Regions from separate parts of the Gossypium hirsutum genome. Here region 2 is linked to region 1. The links are chromatin contacts, called in public Hi-C maps. All regions are on one chromosome and are shown on one strand. Each heading gives the region's core, a stretch centred on a gene start, on an enhancer-like site or on the middle of the called end of the contact. The rest is flanking DNA. Distances are from core to core; before and after follow the strand shown.

Region 1 (6,238 bases), core at 2,687-5,186:
ACCTGTCACATGTTCCATACTCTAGTGCAGTGGGATCTCTCATGTATGCTATGGTTTGTTCACGTCCAGATTTATCATATGCAGTTAGTGCAGTTAGCATATATATGGCGAATCCCGATAAAGAACATTCGAAAGTAGTTCAGTGGATTTTAAGATACTTACGAGGTACTACTGATGTTTGCTTACAGTTTGGAAGAACTAGAGATGGAGTCATTGGGTATGTTGATGTTGATTTTGCTGGAGACCTTGATAGAAGAAGATCTCTCAAAGGTTATGTTTTTACAATCGGAGTTGTGCAATCAGTTGGAAAGCCACTTTGGAAACTACAGTCGCTTTGTCTACCACTGAAGCTGAGTACATGGCGATTACTGAGGCTTGTAAAGAAGCTATTTGGTTGAAGGGGCTCCTTAGTGAACTCAATGAAGACCTTCAAATCAGCACAGTATTTTGTGACAGTCAGAGTGCCATCTTTCTTACAAAAGATCAAATGTTTCATTGGAGAACAAAACACATTGATGTTCGGTATCATTTTGTTCGTGATATTATTGCTCGTGGTGATATTATTGTGAGCAAAATTAGTACTCATGAAAATCCTGCAGATATGATGACTAAGTCACTTCCTATAACCAAGTTTGAGCATTGCTTAGACTTGGTTGGTGTTTATTGTTGAAGTTAAGCCCTTAAAGGGTTTTATGGAAGAGGTGGAGAACTTGTTCGTTGAGAGTTCGCGATGAAAAACTTGTTCATTGAGAATTCGTGTCAAGATGGAGATTGTTAGAATTAAGTGACTCGAATCCTTATTTAAATAAAATACAGTGGTAAAATAAAATAAAAGAAGAATCCATATAGAATTACACTTCTTTTATTTTATTTTAGAATAAGGTTTTGTAAACCTTGTTAAATTCCATCTATTTAATATTGATTAGAATAAAGTGTTTCAGTCTTACTAGAATATGGCTTTACAAGCCTATAAATAGCTATAGTCTATTCCTCTTGTAATTATTCAAATTCGACATAGTGAATTTTCTTCTCCTCTGCCCGTGGTTTTTTCCCGAAAGGATTTCTACGTAAAAATTTGTGTGTTCTTTATTTTATTTTTATTTTTTTTCACAACTTTTAAGAAGTATATTTATTTAAAATATATATTTGCTAAAATGATAAGATATTCAAATTATTATTTTTAACTTCTATCTAGATTTTATATTAATAAAATTAAAATTGCAAAAAAAGACATAGTTTTTAAATTTAGCTATCAAACAATGTAAACCAAATTCAGAATACAAATACACAAACACAAAAGAAATATAAAAAAAAGACCAAGTTGGTTATTTATTTATGAAAATCTGTTATGTACTTCACAACAGTTGCGTATATCAGGCTAAAGTCCAGGAGCAGGAAAAGAATTGTTTCTCGGTGTGTATGTGTTTTTGCTGTACAAGAAAATAATGGTTGGTCTTCCATGCTCAGAGGATAAAGCTTTTGTACCAAACATGTTGACTGGAGATTCATTAGTTTACATATGTAGCTATATATATTATATGATCAGATTCAGTGGCATGAAAGCAAATTTTGGACCAACAATATTCTTACAACTAAACACTTGGACCAAATTTTGGGAGTTGGGGTTTCTATTTCCAGATAAAGCTGGTGACAATGATATTGCACCTCCATCAGATCTTCATGCATCATCTACTACTACTACTACTACTTTCTTTATCAACTAAATAACATATTTTGAGCTCATCCATGTTTTGTTTTAGCTTTTAAGGCTGCCAATCACAATGTTGAAAAAATCCAAAAGGAAAGGTTAAAATAACATATTTATAGTTATTTTAGTCAAACAAAGCATGTGGTGCCTTTTAATTTCTTTTGTACCAAAAAGCTCTCTTAATTAAAACAAGAAACTTTGGTCTGCTGCTTTAATTAGGCACTTACGTTGAGTTAACTAAATGCATAAAAAGGAAAAGTTGGCAACATTCAAACTTCTATTTTATTTCACCTAACCCTGTTTGCCTTACAAGATTAGATATGAAGAGATAACATATAAAAATAGACCAGATTAGACATGAAGAAATCTAATAAATTTTCTGGGAATAAAAAAAAGTATAATGAAAAAGATTTGGGGTTTAATTCAGTCAAGGTGTACCAAACCCTAAAGTAGAGGCGGAGCCATTATCTGTGAATAATACAAAGTTAATAGGAGGAGTAAACATTTTTCTTCAAAATCTCCATAAATGACTAATTGAACAGGGCATGTTTGTCCTATTTCATCATAACCTAAAATTAGAACAAAACCAGTAGTTTTTAGGACAAATTATTTATAAGAGGACTCAAGAATCTTTAGGGTCACCAAAAAAAAAAAAAGCAACAAAAACAAGAGAATAAAAAACATAACAAGGAAGAGAAAGGCAACAATCAAGTCAGAGCTAGAAGACAAAGATTTATGTTATAATACGTCTAAATATCAATTAACAGATAGAATTAACAATGACAAAATAATTCTCTTTAATTGTTATCCTCACAAGTCATATCCTCTGTTCTCTCCTTCTTTCATCTGCCATCACCAGTAATTAGATTACTAATCACCAAAATGGAAAAATAAAAAAAGTTAAGGCCCAAATGTAAAAGAGCAGCAAAAACACCATCTATGTCTGCTGCTTTCTTTCAAATTCAGTAGTGTTTTTTTTTTCTTGTCTTTTCTAAATTAAGATGTAGAAGACCCATTATTAGTAGAAATATGAAGCTGAATACTATCCTCATTGTTGTGCATGTGACTATTGGAATCAAGAGCATTTCCATTATCTTCAATATTGTTGTTGTTGTCATGGCTGTCGTGAAGATTGAGATTTCCAACTGATAATAGCTCTTTCTTGCTAAAAGTGTTCTTGTTGTTGTGCATCCAAACCTTGAGAACTCCTCTATTAACCCCAACTTCATAGCAAAACTCTTGTATCAATTTTTCTTCACCCTCTGGCATTCTCCAACCAAGCCTTTCAGCGAAAGCATGCATCTTTTCTTTCTGTTCCTTAGTGAACTTTGTTCTTGACCTCTTTCTCCCACTTGGGTTGTTGTTGTTTATCCTTGACACCGAAGGATTGGAGTTGCTGAGGTGATAATGGTACTCATCCATTGGCCCTGAGTAGGCAGTGCTCAAGGCCAGCAGCATGTGCGGTGCAGAAGAGTAGTAAGAGAATGGCACAGGTGAAGGTGGGGTACGGCTTGGACCTGGGCTATGAGTCGGGCTTGGACTTGAGCTAGGATTAGGTGGGGGTGGGAGGCGGTGGATGAAAGCAGGGCCATCATAAGGGTCACGGCGGTGGAAGTTGCGGTGGCAACCACAGGCAGCACACTTGAAGGAGGCAGGGTCAGTTGGGGTAGCAGAAGGGGTAGGCATGAACTCTCCACAACCATCCAGGGCATGTCCACCCAAGCTAGCTGCATGGTTTTTGAGGCATTCTTTGTAAGAAAGCACCATTTCCTCCTCCTGCTGAGGGTGGTGGTAGATGTTGAGGAGTAATAAAGAGTTGGCGACCTCGGCGCTTGTGGGGTGTGTGTCTCTGATGAGGACTCAGCTTGTGGGTTGGTTTTGGTGTTTGATTAGCTCCGTTGGCCAAGAAAAGAATAAAAAGGGGTGAAGCCTTTGACGTGGTGAATTAGGAGGGTGGGGACATTTTTGTGGGGTTAGGACACCATTTTCCTTGAGGATGTCTACATATTTACAACATAGATTGATGGTTTAAGGATTGTGAACTTAATTATGATGATGTGGTGCATGGCAAAGGGGTGATGATGATGATGAACGAAAACTGATTTTAGATGGTATAGTTTTAATTTTATAATTATCATCATCAACCAATGTTATTGTTATAGCAGTAGCACGAAATTAATAATGATAAAAATGGAGGTAATTAAGAAAGGCATATCATGGAAGATTTTTCAACCACTAGTCACGTTTCCTTTGCCCTATCTTTAAATTTCTTCCCTCAAGTGATTTTCTGATCAGAGTTAGTTATGAGCAGTAAATAATACTCCACTCCATATGATTCAAGGCTTTGGATTTTCCATTTACACAAAAACCAGACTACGTGGGCAGCGATGAATATGATGCATACACACACTGCAGTCAGATTTGCCATGTGTCTGCCTCACATTTGTCACCTCACAGTTGACTAGGTAACTTGTTTATTATATACTTGAAAGATTCCAATCTCTATACTTTCTCTGTAAGTAAACATCAACATATTTATTTATTTATTTATATTGCAGAGAATAAAATAACATTTGAATGGGAAATACTTTAATGGTTTTGAATGCAAGGAGGAATTCCAGAAAGGGCTGATAAAAAAGTTATCCATTCCCTTCCTTGTTTTACAACCCAAGCAATGACCCTCATGACTTTATTAATGTTTAAGATAGTTAGTAGAAGGGGTGATTCGGATCAGCTTTGATAAAGAAAATTATGATTATTTTGGTTTCATAAATCAAACTGAATATCAATAGGTTAATGTAGGAGAGGGGGGGGGGGTGATAAATACATTGAAGCCTACCATTCAAATAGAGTCCTTTAATCAGCCTATTTTATGTCCAGACAAAAATTAAGGGATTTGGAAATGGATTTTGGGAAGGTTGGGACGGGCCATTTCTATAAAAAAAAAATAATAATTAAATGTTAAATATAAGGGTAGGTAGGGGCCATTATCATCCTCTTAATCATAATTCTCTGCTTCCACGTGGTGTCTGAAAAGCAATAATATACGGCAAGGCAAGGCCATCAAGTCATGTTCTAATTTTCTTCTACTAACTCGACTATAATAAAGTTAGTCTTTGCATACATTCATCTCTTTTTGTTTTTGGCATTGAGTAAGGATTTTGGTTAAATATAGAAGATGATTAATGAATGCAATTGAAATACTGGTTTAGAGATGTGATATTTTGTCCTTTATGCTTTGCGACTCATCTTAATCCTTCATATAATAATTCAATCATAGATAAGGAGGCATCAAATTTAAACTATTTCAAACCAAATAAAAAGTTTGATCCCAGCGTGACAAGAGTGGAGTGATGAATATGAATCAAATTATGACCCTAAAACTAAACAGAGCAAAGAATTAGAGTCCAAAACAACTTGAGGAATGTCCTGACAATCATGTCATCATCAAAGAAGCACGCGCATTTGTGCACAATTTGACACAATAAAGTTCAAGTAATGCTCTACCATTGAAACTACATTTTGACCATTTCTTCCATTCCAACCCTTAATCATTTTCATTACAACTTTATACCCTTTGCATTCAGAATGACAGGAGACACCTCACAATGTGTTATTCGTGCTAAACTTCCTTTATTTATTTATTTATTTATTTTCATCTTCCAAACCTTCTTTTTAGAAGAAATACTCTTAGGAAACTATTTTGTAAATTTCAACTTCTGTTATTATCACTTGCAATACTAAATAGTCTTCCACTCACCGCGTCACTCCACCCCCCAAACTTTGTTGCATGTTTTAAGTACAAATATTAAAAGTCATGTTCTTTTATATGAAAATTCTAGCTTTCTGGAATGGAATCTAGCTTTGATTCAAGTTTCTTTTTTCTGTTTATGTCAGCTTTGTAGACTTGCAAAATGCCAACTATATATGATAGTGATGAATGCTGTTTAAATTTCGACTGATTGTGGTGTATGAATTTATGCCAATTATAATTGTTAGCTGCAACGCCTAATGTAATTTAAGGAATACTCAATTGTTGAAATTTTTTTACCTTCATTACCGCATAAAAGATTAATGGATTTACTATATGATTACACTAACTAAAGTCATGTACTATGCATATTGAACATTAGTAGGTACATTGAATAAAATTATATATCTTTAGTGTTCAAAGTATGATTTACTGTTTCAACCTTTAATTATTGATTTTTGAAGACTTTTAACAACTCATTAGTGAAGTCTTTACATGAAAAAATTAAGCCAAGGGATTCAATCTTTCATTACAATCTAAGTTCCCTTGAATACAATATTTGTTTTTCAAAGAATTTGATGGCAAGAAGATTTCTACCGAATATACACTTTATTGGAAATATTTTAATGACTGTTTCAGTTTGAGTGGAATTAGTTATTGATATTGATTGTAATTGAACAAGCCTTTTATCTATATTTATAGATAATTTATTTAAGTAAGAAGGTGAGATTACTTTATTTGCTCAATTAGGAATTGTTAAATTTTAAGTAAAATATTTT
Region 2 (6,238 bases), core at 1,061-3,560, 150 kb after region 1:
TCTTCAGGAATAAGAGTTGGGAGCTGAAGGCCCTAAAAGGATGTGGTATAAATCATTCTCTCCACTGTTATGTATAACATGCCTAGTTACAGAGAGAAAAGGGAAGGAACAAGAAGAGAAGTTGTGGACATGAAAAATCAGCTGAGGTGACCAATGTAATTGTGGCCCATGTGGAATTGCACCACAGCTCCAGTGGCTCAAGTTTCTACTTAGATAGAGGGAAGTTGGGAGCTGGAAACTGTAAAACAGTAAAAATAGGTTTCTCCACGGTTAATGCAATGAGTATGCCAGGGGGGAGATGAGAGCAATATCTACCAAAAAAATAAAGTTCTTCGAGTATAAAGCTCAAACACCTCAGCAAACTCCTTTCTCTAAATCAGTTCATCAAAATATGTCCTTGACGCATGGCTAATATACTAATAAGTAGAATTGATAATGGCCAATGGGTCCAATTTTGAGCAGTACATGTTAAACATGATAAGAAATTTAATATATCCAGCAGATTCAGAATTAAAAGCTTACAATTAGAGCAGCAGAACGGCAAAAGGCAGCTCCACTGGCATTTGATGCAGTATATTCATCATACTCAGCTTCCAAAATTTGCCGTTCTGCCTCTGCAATGGCCAAGAGGCGAGGATCACGCAAATCCACAGGGGTGCCAGAGATTGTCCAGCCTCCACTGTAAGACAGATACAAAAATTAAAACGATGGAATCTTCCAACCAGATTATACAGACTAATCTGTCAAGCAAGTTTAGATCAAAGTTTGTGATGGATGTCATGCTTGATAAATCTCATAGCATATGCTGATTTCATCTTTACAAGAAGTCCACCAAATACCAGCCATAGCATAGAAATGTCTTACATGTGAGACCATCTAACTTACCCAATATCAATAGCGGTTTCTTCAGTTTGGGGGCGAGGTGGAGCGATATAACCAGGTTGATAAGGCTGCACAGCAAATTAAAAGGATAGACTACATCAGCAAGGAGTCAAAACAACCAATAATCAATAGCCACTGAACAAGAAGTAAGAATTTAACATCATGATTAAAATCCATACTGTGTCTGACCAAAAAGTTGCTCATATTTAACCACTATCGTGATAAATTCTGAGAAGTAAAAAGAACTATGAAAGGAAAACTGCATGATAAACCAGGAATAACGAAACAAGGCCTTTTCCCATCAATCAAATGGTTTATTAATATTCTTCCTAAAAGCAGATGATACTTGATCACCCTATTCCACACTCATTTGCAACCGCTTACTTCAAAAGCCACAAACTTTCTTTTCTTACAGACACAAAAGGGCCTACAGGCGCTAGTTGAAAATCTTATGACAAATTAAAAGGATGAAATGAAGCTGCAGCAGGCAATGCATGTCTCTAAAACAAAATAACAATATCAAAATAAGGGACATTAAGGCAAGCATATACCTGATGACATATCTCGCAAATGATATCTCCTTTCTCGTTGCACCAATGTTGCACGCATTTCCTATGCGCATACTGCAATTTAAAACAGATGGCATTAATAATATCAAAGCAAGTAATGCTAATTTCGATATTTAGCTTAATTTTACGAGGTTCATTAAACTGCAAGCGGAATCTAGAAAGCTCTAGATAATACACTTTATATTAAAAAAAATTCTTAATCAATTTTTTAATAATAATAATAATATTACCTTGAGGCTGCCGCTGCAGGCACAAGGGGTCTCAAGATTCTCAACGGAATCTTCCTCCTGGCAAATGCGACACTCCGCCGTTTGAATGAGCGGCTCCTCTTCGCCGCCTCCACGGAAGATCTCCTTTTCCTTGGGCGAGCAGGATGGGCCCGAAATCTCCGTTGAGGGACCAGCCTCCGACTCCACCGGCTGTAACGGCACCGGCCTCACCAGACGATCCACATACAAAACCAGGTGATCACTCATAATTTCTGCAAAGTTAACAAAATATTTTCAATTTTCATTGCTTAATTCAATCCAAAAAATAAAATAAAAAACCCCGTAATCGCGCTGAGTAAGAGCAGCGAGTCGGAGGTTTCCAAATTGGAAAATGAGGGAAAATAATTCTTTGAAAAAAAATTACCTTTAGCGGACGAAATGGGGAATTTATGTTGGATGAAGGGAAGTAACGAAGAAATCGGGGAGAAATTTTCTAATTAAGCTTCTTTTGCTGCGAACGCTTCTTTGTTTCCTTTCTAAATTTCCAACGATTGTAGTTTTTCTTTGTAGGATTTTATTCTTTTTATCTTTTTTCTTTTCCAAATTTATGAGTTTAGCAGAGGATTCGAGGGTGAGAGACACGCTGACGTCAATGCAAACGGCTCTAAGGGTATTTTTGGAATTTAGAAGTCGCAATGCCATTGCGCGTTACCTAACAATTCTCTCTTATTTCGGTGGCTGTTCGACTGGTGTTGGCGGTTGAAACTGGCAACTTCCTCTTAAACATTAATTCAATTATTTTATCCATATTATCTATATTATTATTTAAATCTCTAACTAATTGAGTTTGTTAGTATAACTCAATTGAAAATTTATTATACTATCCTCACCTATTTTAAATAAATTATATTTTTAAATAATACTTTTGTCTATTTACATTTTAAATAAAACTTATAAAAAATTACAAATGATTAGATTTCAATGCATACCATTAATAAAGCTTAAAACCTCAATTTTACTAGTATAATCAATGTTTCTATACTATTATTTAAACCCCTGGCTGATTGAGTTAATGTCACGAGTCAACTAAAAATAACCTCGATTGAAAAATTATTGAGCTGAATAAGTTGTTAATATGCTAATAAAACAAAATCTGAATGTAAGTGACAACGAAAGTAGGCACCTTTGGTTGCATTGCGTAACACAATAAAAACATACAACAAAAAATTGTTTACATGTTTCAGTTTCCCTACATCTCAAAGCATGGATCGGTGAGATAAATCCATTATCCTTAAACTCAATACAAGAAGTGACTTGAGTCCTATCACACTCCAGTATAGTAAGCTCACTATCCAAAGACTAGATTTCTCAAATCTAAATTTTCCACCAAAAACTTAAGTTGTAAAACCAGAAAACAAACTGGTTTTACTATCTCAAATGCACTTTAGAAAAAAATGTCTCTCTATAAACCAATGAGTGCTTTCAATACTTTGTATATAAACATATACATCTCATAAATATATAAAAATTCAAGACTTACTAACATACTAGAAGTACTACAATTCAAATCCTTATTAAATAGCAGCTAAAATAGCTAAAATAATATACTAATTAAGACCAAAGTGGACTATTGAAAGATACATCTTTAGTGCTCTTGATTCAATCTCCATAAAAGTAAGGGGTTTGATATGTAAGATCTTATACTATTCAATTCTCAAAATGTGTTTCTCGAAATGAATTTATCTTCATTGACAAGCTTGTATACTTCAATAATATCAACATCGATTATAGCTCAATATTTTGTTTCCAAAAATTGCCAACATTCAAGTAAGACAACTAAATTGGTCGTCACAATGATGACTAAAGTGGACAATTCTATTGCCACATAGACAACTACTTCAAAAACTTACTTCAACAATATCCCTTTTGGAAACTTTTGAACAAAACCATGTAAACCAATAAGCTAATCAATGTAACAACCATAGTTTCCCCTCATCACAATTCTCTTAATCCAACATACTTAACTTAAAGTATAATTAAGCATATTAACCATCAATACTTTATTTTGGATTTGCATCAATAATCAAATACTATAATTATATCTAAATAAGGTGCAGATAAGTAAATGTGCATCAAAGTAAAAAAAAATAATAATAACCAACCATTTTAAAAGTTTCAAAAGTTCATTATTAAAATAAAGAGGTTGTATATATAAAGATGGATAATGATTTTAACTCTTAGTAATAAAATAAAATAAAAATAAAAATAAGGAGAATTTTGAAACTAAAAATTAAAATTGTTGAACGAATGTTATCAAATAAAATTTAAGAAATAAATATGATAAAAATCTAGTCAGAGGTGAATATCAATTTTAATTCATTAGTTTGATCATTAATGTAAATATAAAATTCAATTTGATAAACTAGTTCTAGTTATCGAAAAAGTGAATAGGAGCCAATATCTCATTATCTTCTCAATAAACCCATAACAAAACAGCTAAGACTTAATTTGCCAATAGCATTAAAAAGTAGAAAGACTCAATTCTAACTAACAAACATACACAAGTTGGGCTCTTTTACATTATATTATTTCCTCTTCCAAATCATGTTCACTGTAACACCTTTACCCGTATCCTACGCCGAGACAGGGTATGAGGCATTACTGGAATTAAACACAAACAATCATGCAAACCGGGTCATAAAATTTCATTCATATATTAAATCATTCTATCACATGCACATAGTCCTTTATTTGGGTATACGAAACCCAAAACACAGTTTAGAAACGATTCGAGACTAAACTGAGAACTTTGGAAAGTTCTAGGAAAACTTAGAAATTTTTCTCATGAAACAGGGTCACACACCCGTGTGGACACAGGGGTACGCCCGTGTGTCGTCAACCCGCCCGTGTCCTCAGGCCATGTAACTTTCTGTTTATGACGTCAGCAAATAAATTGAACCACACGGCCAGGTCACACGCCCGTGTCCCCAGGCCGTGTCCCTCACACGGTGGAGACACACGGTCGTGTCTCATCCCGTGTAGTTAACTCTTAGGCTATTTTCCAAGTCTTTTTGTTACCCTTACATGCACACACATATACATGGATCCAATGGCATTCAATATCCTCAATTATGATACAAACATATCATTTACCTATCAACATGCATGTGTTACACATTCCCACATTAAACCAAGACTAGTCATACCATAGTTATCTTTGTGCCAATTTATTTCAACTTATCATCAAACTTTCATGTTCAAAGCATTACTATTTTATCTCCATATTACACATTTAATTCATGGTCATAAAACATGCATTCAACACACATGACATATTGCCAACCATGCATGACAAACAAACATAATCATATCTTCACATCATAAGCAATAAATCATAACATGACTAGCTAGACTTACAAGCCATAATCAATATGAGCCACATCTCATGGCCATATACAATAGCTCAAAATGGGCCAATACATTTGGCCAAATCATAATAACACATGTCATAGAACTAGGTCCCTATACATGCCACTCACTTGATAATTTTAACATATGTATTCAATACTCCAAAGGTATTGGCTTGATAGTGTGATGTTATCTCCGACGATCTCCACGCCCTAGCCGACCTAACAACACTAAAAGAAATGGAAATGAGGGAGTAAGCTTTATGCTCAGTAAGCTCGTATGAAAATAATAAGCAATGTATTAACATGCTATTTTTCAATTTCTCTTTATTTATTCAAAGTGTCACAGTCACTAAATTATTTATATCTGGAGCTACAGAACTCCAAATTAAGATTCGCTAATTTTCCCTGAAACTTTCTTGGTCCAGCCAATAAGTACATTTTATTCTTTAAAGTCTCCCCTATTTCGCTATTTGACATCTTCGACCTTTCTTCACTAAAATTTATTTATCTCATAGTATAGGACTCGTATGATGCTCCCATCTATTTTCCTTGAAAACAGACTCATTAAGGATTTTAAGCATCTAATTTATAACCCATTATTATTTTCATACAATTTTTAATGATTTTCTAAAATTAAGACAGGGGAGCCCGAAATCACTCTAATTCTGTCTCACAAAAATTCAAATATCTCATAATATGAAATTCTTTTACTTACACCGTTTCCTCTATGTAAAACTAGACTCAACAAGCTTTAATTTCATATCTTATTCAGTCTCTAATTTGATTTCCAAAATTTTTGGTAGATTTTCAAAGTAGGACTACTACGGCTGTCCAAACTGTTTTAATACAATATAATGATACCATCACAAGATTTTCATGAAATTACTCTCATAAGTATCACTCATTCATTTTCATTCTTATCAAAAGTTCATGGGTTTCGAGTACTTTCCTGTCCTATCACTTAGAACAACACTCGTCTAAACATGACAATTCATATACATCATAATAGTATCATATAACATAAATGAGTTTATCATGGCAAGAACCCTTTTATTTTATTTCTCATATTAATCTCGTTGAATTTCTCGGAATATCGATGGATATCCTATTCACCGTCAATTCATACACGTGATCATTTCAAGTACGCACTCCTATGAACCTCACTCTT

What was found. A called contact is a pair of places that touch in the nucleus more often than the background predicts.
Region 2: a Hi-C map of anther shows a contact between it and region 1, with 3 times the contacts expected there. The contact joins the promoter of LOC107887265 here to the promoter of LOC107887425 in region 1. A contact is called at or near these places in 16 of 34 Hi-C or Micro-C datasets (anther, callus, fibers and 4 more).

Annotation. Positions count from the first base shown.
Region 1 is chrA03:66,052,500-66,058,737 of Gossypium_hirsutum_v2.1, forward strand. LOC107887425 (zinc-finger homeodomain protein 11) reads right to left here and starts at 3,937. Exons shown (of 1, transcript XM_016811663.2): 1 at 2,430-3,937. The coding sequence starts at 3,475. The coding sequence ends at 2,705.
Region 2 is chrA03:66,201,355-66,207,592 of Gossypium_hirsutum_v2.1, forward strand. It overlaps LOC107887265, which reads right to left and starts at 2,311. Exons shown (of 8, transcript XM_016811454.2): 1 at 2,085-2,311; 2 at 1,682-1,932; 3 at 1,434-1,505; 4 at 886-950; 5 at 523-679. The coding sequence starts at 1,927.